Linked DNA regions of Sus scrofa: region 2 is linked to region 1. Evidence: chromatin contacts called from public HiChIP or PLAC-seq data. All regions are on one chromosome and are shown on one strand. Each heading gives the region's core, a stretch centred on a gene start, on an enhancer-like site or on the middle of the called end of the contact. The rest is flanking DNA. Distances are from core to core; before and after follow the strand shown. Region 1 overlaps LOC106510205 (a long non-coding RNA gene). Region 2 overlaps VAV3 (guanine nucleotide exchange factor VAV3).

Evidence for each region. HiChIP or PLAC-seq counts read pairs in DNA pulled down with a chosen protein or histone mark.
Region 2: an H3K27ac HiChIP or PLAC-seq map of alveolar macrophages shows a contact between it and region 1. The contact joins two enhancer-like sites. A contact is called at or near these places in 2 of 2 datasets of contacts at active chromatin or transcription factors (alveolar macrophages and skeletal muscle).

What each region holds. Positions count from the first base shown.
Region 1 is chr4:111,686,030-111,690,036 of Sscrofa11.1, forward strand. All of the region lies in intron 1 of LOC106510205 (a long non-coding RNA gene), which reads left to right. Among named protein-coding and RNA genes, the nearest start is that of SLC25A24, 110 kb to the left of the region's middle. Within about 2 kb of position 2,157, at least 2 of the 83 cell types and tissues checked have an H3K27ac peak or open chromatin away from gene starts, as enhancers often do. A contact at or near this core is called in alveolar macrophages, where this site is marked.
Region 2 is chr4:111,971,392-111,975,398 of Sscrofa11.1, forward strand. All of the region lies in intron 2 of VAV3 (guanine nucleotide exchange factor VAV3), which reads left to right. Among named protein-coding and RNA genes, the nearest start is that of VAV3, 150 kb to the left of the region's middle. Within about 2 kb of position 1,735, at least 1 of the 83 cell types and tissues checked has an H3K27ac peak or open chromatin away from gene starts, as enhancers often do. A contact at or near this core is called in alveolar macrophages, where this site is marked.

The DNA of each region.
Region 1 (4,007 bases), core at 907-3,406:
TTCTGTGATAGGCTTGAGGAAATGAGGTCTGGGTGGTGGCGGAGGGAATCTCCTAAGCAAGATTGTACCCCAGTGATTCTATAGGGAAGTGGCTCTTGTCCCTACCTCTAGGACAAGCTGGGTGGCCACTGCCAGCTCTGTGGAGGCCTGGCAGCCTTGCAGGGATCTGGCTAGCTGGACCCCCACTCCTGCCAGCCCCATTTCCCTGCTCTGTCACCCACCCCCACAGGGACAGATGACAGAGGCAGTACCCCTGGGAAGAGGGACTCCTGGTCTTCTCTCTGCCTTACCTTTTGTGCCCCACAGAAATATATCCTGGGCTCCAAGGGTTCTAAGTCCACCTTCTGGGTACCTGAGCTGGGAGGAGTTCTGAGACAGAGGCTACTAACCTGGTCCTTAGCCCTTGATGCCAAGGCCAGTCCGCTGCTCTTGGTTCCTTCCACCTACACAGCAAGGTTGTTTCAGGATTCTCACTTCTCCTTCCCAAATTCAAACTCAGACTCTTCACTCCCAATCCATCAGACAATTTGCAAAAACGTTGACCATCAGGAGGGATTTACGGTCTTTCAGAGGTCTTTTCTGGATCTTTCTTTCTTCCTTTCTCTCTCTCTTTATCTCTTCCTTCCTTCCTTCGTTTCTTTTCTGGGCTATACACACAGCATATGGATGTTCCCAGGTTAGGAGCAGTGGCCTCTGGCCTACACCACAGCCACAGCAACGCCAGATCTGAGCCGCATCTGAGATCTATGTTGCAGCTTGTGGCAATGCCGGGTCCTTAACCCACTAAGTGAGGCCAGGGATCGAACCCGTATCCTCATGGATACTAGTCAGGTTCTTAACCCACTGAGCCATGATGGGAACTACACTCTCTCTTTCTTAATTTATAGGTACATTAAGATTGTGGTCAGATACTCAAGAATTCTCAAGCTTTAACACAGATGGTCATGTTGGGTTGGGGACAAAGCCAATCTGCCATCTTTCTAAGTCTGGGCCAGCTCTCACCCAGCCAAAGCATCTTGTAATATATGATCACACTGAATATTCTTTTTTTAAAATAATATTTATATTTTTACTTAACTTCATGAACATCTTTGCATGACAATGTTTTTCTATAGTGTCATTTCTATGGCTGGAATATTTTGCTCATCTTCTATTATGAAACATTTATTTCCTTTTTTTTCACTATGATGAACAGTACTGCGATATAGATCCTTTTATAAACATCTTTACTTAAGATGATTTCCTAGAAGTAGAATTTGCTACACCAAACTAACAGCTTATGGGGCTTTACAAAGGGCTGTCAGTAGTCACCTAAAATAATTCAGGAGACATTCTCCTGTGACTTTTCTTTCAAATGGTCCATAAAACAATGCAATCAAGGCTTAGAATTGTTCTCTCTCTCTCTCTCTCTCCCTCTCTCTCTCACACACATTCTACTGCCTAATCTCTGAATAACAAATTAGGATGGTATAGTTGAGTTAAGTGATTTCTCTCAAAATATCTTTTATTGAATATATTTTTAATATGGGCTTTTCAGCAAAATATAATGACAGCTGTAATACTAATAATTGCCAGGACTATTTTCCCTAATTATCTGAGTACTTATGTGTCAAAGGAAGAGACTTTATATCCTTTCAAAAGAACAGCAAATACGGTGGGATTGAGAGTGGGGACCAAGCTGCATCTGAAAGGCCTCCGTTTTGTTGGGGACATGCCCTATAGAGGCTGGGAAGGGAAGGAAACTGCGGGGAGTAAGGCTGGCTATCCCCCCATCAGATTGTACGAAGTCTTAAGAATACTGTGTCTCCATGATGAGCGATGTTTGTCATTTTGGCTTTGAGTTCATCTCCTGGCACCCTCTTCTAACCTTCTCATACATCCTATAGTATTTTGGCTCTAGACTTGTGACATTTTGTCTTTTTCCCTGAAGGCGCAGGGGGAGTGAGGAACCATCTGCACTTGTCCTCAATACTGTGTTTAAGAGATAAAGAAGCAATTACTTCTCTCCTCAGGCAGGCTTTTTCCATCCAGCCTCTGCCTTGATCTCTCTTTCGTAAACAGTAAAAGCGAGGCAGCAATGCTGCTGCCAGAGCAGCCTGTGGCTGGCAGCTTCCCCTAGCTACGCAAGCCTAAAGGCTGTGTTAATAGAAATGCAGCAAATAAAATACCAATCCCTTTGTGTTTGGCAAGTCTTTGTTCTGCAAACATTTCCTACACATTAGGCGTGGGACGCTGGGCCCCGATGTTGAGATTCAGGGCTAAAAAGACTGCACCACATTTAAGGAACTCAGACAAGGGAGGCAGATGTGGCAACAAACGATTGTCATGTGATGATATAATTGTTTTAATGAGTGTTTGCTCCAAGGGCAGGAGGTGGTCAAAGAGATGGAACACTTGGGCAAATGGTCAGTGAGGTCTTGGAGGATCAGTGCGGGTTCGCCCAGGAGCTAGTGGATGAGGGAATTGCAGGCAAGGGAACGTGTACGGAGCCATGAAACTCTACTCGTGCACAGTGTTGGGTGACACCTCAAGTGTTCAAGTTTTGCTATTAAAATATGAGGAGTGGGAGTTCCCACTGTGGCTCAGTAGAAACGAATCTGTCTAGGATCCATGTGGATGCCGATTCTATCCCTGGCCTTGCTCGGTGAGTTAAGAATCTGGCGTTGCTGTGAGCTGTGGTGTAGGCCGGCAGCTGTAGCTCTGATTTGACCCCTAGCCTGGGGACCTCATATCCGCGGGTGTAGCCCTAAAAAGACAAATATATATATATATATATATATATATATATATATATATATATGGAGATGAGGAATGGATGGGCAGGAGTGGTTAGAGGAGTGGACAGGAACCGGTGATGAGGAGATCTTATTTGTCACATATGGGAGAAACTAATTGTCCCCCAATATTTGTTTTCTCCCTTCTTCAGTTAGTAATAGACATTTTTACTAGGCATATAACTGCTTAGATTAAGGACTCTATTTCTTAAACTCTCTTAAAGACAGTTGTGGCCGGTAACTAAATTCTGTAAACAGAGTGTCACCTGGCTCCAGGGGTTCTGCCCCTAGGCCCTTAAAGACAGTGGAGCATGAGTGCATCCTTTTTGTTGGTTTGTTTCGTCTTTGTCCCTTTCCCCATCCGAAGTCTAGAAAGCAAATAATGTCAACCACAAAGAACAAGACAGAAAGCCTGGCCCCTGATGCCATGGAAAACCTTCCAACCCCAGACCACCTACCCAGATTTCTATCTGAAAGAGAAATGAATTTCGACTTTGTTTAAACAATTATTTTGTGTTTTCTCTCTCTTGCAAACATAGCAGATCCTAATTAATACATTATGCAAATGAATTTAGATTTCATCTGTTGCTGATGGGGAGTCACTGAGGAATTTGAGTGGGAAATTGGTGGTAGTTGAGTTCGCAACGTGGTTGGAGTTGCATGTGGCAACATCTCTGAAGACCCCGTGGTGGATGGATCAGGATGGCACAGATGAGCGGTGGGTGGAGCCACATGTTCATTTAGTGGGTTTTGCCCTGGGTCAGCTTGGTTAAACTGGAATTGACTTCCCCAAATCCCCTTTCCTGTGTGTTCTCGGGATTGGCCTCAAGAGAAAGATTTGGAAGAGGAAAGTGAAGCAGCAGCCATGTTTACATGGAAAGTGAACATAGGTCGGGCACTGCTGCTGCTGCCAGTTCCCCTTCTTGGCACAGGGTCAGCGACTATTCAACTATTGCCGATTTCCTTGTTCAGCTCCTCTGAGTTCTGGGCCAGCTATGGATTGGATTCTGGATAAAGGGTGAAGGCTCGGAGGTGATGGGAAACTGACGAGCCTCCCAGTTTTCCTCTTAGGTTCCAACCTAGCCTTGGATTCCATTTTGTCCTTGCTCTCCCACTTCCTGTCCCTCTTTCCTTCCCAACTACCTGCCCTGTTGACTTCAAATCAGCACCAAATGAAGAAGCAACAACTGTACATAAACTCTTTAATCAGTTCCCCAAGTTGCATATGGTCAA
Region 2 (4,007 bases), core at 485-2,984, 280 kb after region 1:
AAATGGTAGCCAGTAATAATCATAATAAAATTAGTACCTTCTTGCACATTTCAGTAATTTTAAGACTTTTGTCATCCTACCTTGAAGTCGTACTCTGTATTTTTTTCACTTTTGAAGTTATTTTACTCATTAGAACTGAAAAGCAGATACACGTGATTGAATCAAACTATTTAATATTTTGTGGAGTTAAATATATTGGTGGCAAAATTTTTGATCAGTATCAGTATGCATTACTGTTATATGGCAATAATATAGTCGTATTATAAAAGTTCATAGACTTTTTTTTTTTTGCTTTTTAGGTCTGCACCCATGGCACATGGAGATTCCCAGGATAGGGGTCGAATCAGAGCTACAGCTGCTGGCCTACACCACAGCCTCAGCAACGCAGGATCCAAGCCGTGTCTGCAGCCTACACCACAGCTCATGGCAATGTCAGATCCTTACCCACTGAGCGAGGCCAGAGATCGAACCCACAACCTCATGGTTCCTACTCAGATTCGTTTCCACTGTGCCATGATGGGAACTCCAAAAGTTCGTAGACTTTTATATTTTCCATATAAAAGGTTGCTATATGGCAAATTTGTGTACACATACTTTAAAGAACAAAACAAAACAGGAGTTCTCTTGTGGTGCAGTGGGTTAAGGATCTGGCATTTTCACTGCGGTGGCTTGTATTGCTCCTGTGGTGCAGATTTGATCCCTGGCCTGGGAACTTCTACATGCTGTGGCACAGCCAAAAGCACCCAAAAATAAAAACAAACAGTAATACATGTATGTCTCACTTGTCAGACAATACAAAAATTATTGACATTGCCATGTTTCCCAGGCATTTATTTTGTGGGGGGAAAATATATATATATATTTTGGTCTTTTTGCCTTTTCTAGGGCTGCTCCTGCGGCATATGGAAGTTTCCAGGCTAGGGGTCCAATTGGAGCTACAACTGCCAGCCTATACCAGAGCCACAGCAACGCGGTATCTGAGCCACGTCTGTGACCTACACCACAGCTCACGGCAATGCCAGATCCTTAACCCACTGAGCGAGGGCAGGGATCGAACCCTTGACCTCATGGTTCCTAGTCGGATTCCTTAACCACCAAGCCACGACGGGAACTCCATTATTTTGTGAAATATTTTTTATATTCACTTATACAACATAATGTGCTCTCTTATAAACCTTTGGTCTTTATTTAGGCCAAAACCAGGTTCATATGTTCTTTAAACAGGTCAAGAGTCCAAAACATTAATAAGTATATATTTAGTAGAAAAAAAGTATAGAGCCTTCCACTGATTGTTTGCATCAAATTATAGAACATGTATGGACAGTCAGGTACCCTGGCACCAGTATACATGTCTCATGTCTAAGAGCACTGCTCTGTAAAAATATAAGTGCCACCAGACATAAAAAACAAACTTCTGGTTTCCAAAGGGAAAAGAGAGATGGGGAGGGACAAAACATGAATATGGGATTAACAGATACACACACGGCTATGTGTAAAATAGATAAGCAACAGGGATTTACTGTATAGCACAAGAACCATATTCCATGCTTGTAATAACCCACAATAGAAAATAATCTGTGATATGTACATATCATTTTGAATCACCTTGCCTGAAACTAACACAATTTTGTACATCTATACTTCAAAAGAAAAAAGCAGCAATGTCATACTACTCTCGGTTCACTGCTAGGACTCGGGGGTGTGGCAGCTTAGTGGGTGGAGTTGCGGTTCGAGAGTCCGCAGCCCATGGTTTTAGAGATGAGGTCCTGGGGCTGAGAGAAGCCACACAGTCTGTCCATTTCACACCAGTCGTGGCCAGAACCAGAATCGGAATTTCTGTGCCCTCCCATTCTGGTAGCATCATTGCTTTGAGACAATCATATGCATGAAGCCATTGTGTAACAGCTACTTTGATAGAATATTTAATGCCAAGGACTTTTTGATGTGGCCCGAAAAAAAAAAATAACATGAAGCCTTACTATTTGGTTTTATTTGTTCATTCATGTGACCAATTACTCCATTCTCAACTATCATGCTGTCTTCAATTCTAAGAGTTATAATTAAAAAAAAATCAATGAATTATATTTATTGTTGTACAACAACCATCACAACCTAATTTTACAACATTTCCAACCCCACACTCCAGCCCATTCCTCCCTCCCCACCCTGTCTCTTTGGTAACGTAATTTTTAAATGTCTGTGAGTCAGTTTCTGTTCTGCAAATAAGTTCATTGTATTCTTTTTTTTTTTAGATTCCACATATGAGTGATAGCATATGATTTTGTGTCTCACTGTCTCTAACTTCACTTAGCACAATAATTTCTAAGTCCATCCATGGTGCTGCAAATGCCATTATTTCATTCCTTTTTTTATGGCTGAGTAGTATTCTATTATGTATATGTGGCACATCATCTTTATCCACTCCTCTGTTGATGGATATTTAGGTTGCTTCCATGTCTTGGCTGTTGCATATATTGCTGCAATGAATATTGGGATACATGTATCTTTTGGAGTCATGGTTTTCTCTGGATAGATGTCCAGGAGTGGGATTCCTGGATCATATGGTAATTCTATTTTTAGTTGTTGTTGTTGTTTTTTTTTTTTTTTTGGTCTTTTGTCTTTTTAGGGCTGCACTTGTGGCATAGGGAAGTTCCCAGCTAGGGGTCTGATTGGAGCTGTAGCTCTGCCGGCCTACACCACAGCCACAGCAACACGAGATCTGAGCCATGTCTACAACCTGTGCCACAGCTCAAGCAGTGCCAGATCCTTAACCCACTGAGCGAGGTCAGGGATCGAACCTGTGTCCTCATGGATGCTGGTCAGGTTGGTTAACGCTGATCCATGACGGGAACTCCTATTTTTAGTTTTTTGAGGAATCATCATACTGTTTTCCATAGTGGTTGCACCAGTTTACATTCCCACCAACAGTGTAAGAGGGTTCCCTTTTCTCCACATCCTCTCCAGCGTACATTGTTTGACGATGGCCATTCTGGCTGGTTTAAGGTGGTACCTCATAGTAGTTTTGATTTGCATTTCTCTAATAGTTAGTGACATTGAATGTCTTTTCATGTGATTTCTGTCCATCTGTATGTCTTCTTTGGAGAATTCTGTGTTTAGATCTTCTGCCTGTATTTTGATGGGGTTATTTGTGTTTTTTTTTTTTTTTTTTTTTTGATATTAAGCTGAAGGAGGTGTTTATGTATTTTGGAGATTAATCTCTTGTCAGTTGTGTCATTTGCAAATATTTTCTCCCATTCTTTGAGTTGTCTTTTCATTTTTTTAAGAGTATCCTTTGCTGTGCAAAAACTTTTGCGTTTAACTAGGTCCCATTTGTTTATTTTTGTTTTTATTGTCATGACTCTAGGAGGTGGATCTGAGAAGCTATTGCTGTGTGTGTCAGAGAGTGTTCTGCCAAGAGTTAGGATTTGAAGGGAGGGGAGTTAGGAATAAAGTGAGGATGGTGTGGGGATCAGGGATTTGATGGGATCAGGAATATCTTTTGGTTCATTACTCCTAATAAGTGCTGCTCTTTTGACCTGGCCTGGTCAAAGCAGCTACTTGAAACATCCAATTCAGAGTGTCCCTTTGGACAGAGCGTAAGAAACTAAATATTCTACTTCATCGAGGGCTCTTTTCATTAGCTACTTTTTCTCTCTCTCTGTAGTCTTGAAAGACCCATGACTTCTGCACATTTTTACGCCTCGATATATATTTGAGTCTGGGCTGCCACCATAGATCTTATCCTCTTAACTCAGGCTGCCTCAAGTATTCTCTGGGGGAAATACCTAACATCATCCAGATTTTCACACCTCTTAAATATGGCACATTTTGACAGGATCATCATTTGCGGGTGTTTAAGACAGAAGATGATAAAAAGAAAAGACAACAGTATTAAAAGAGAAACATCCTATTATTAGAGTACAGTCTACCATTCATTGCATAGAAGCCGATACAGGGTAGACCCAGCCTGCTTCCCTCCAAAGGGTTTTGTTGGTGTGGCCTAGGGA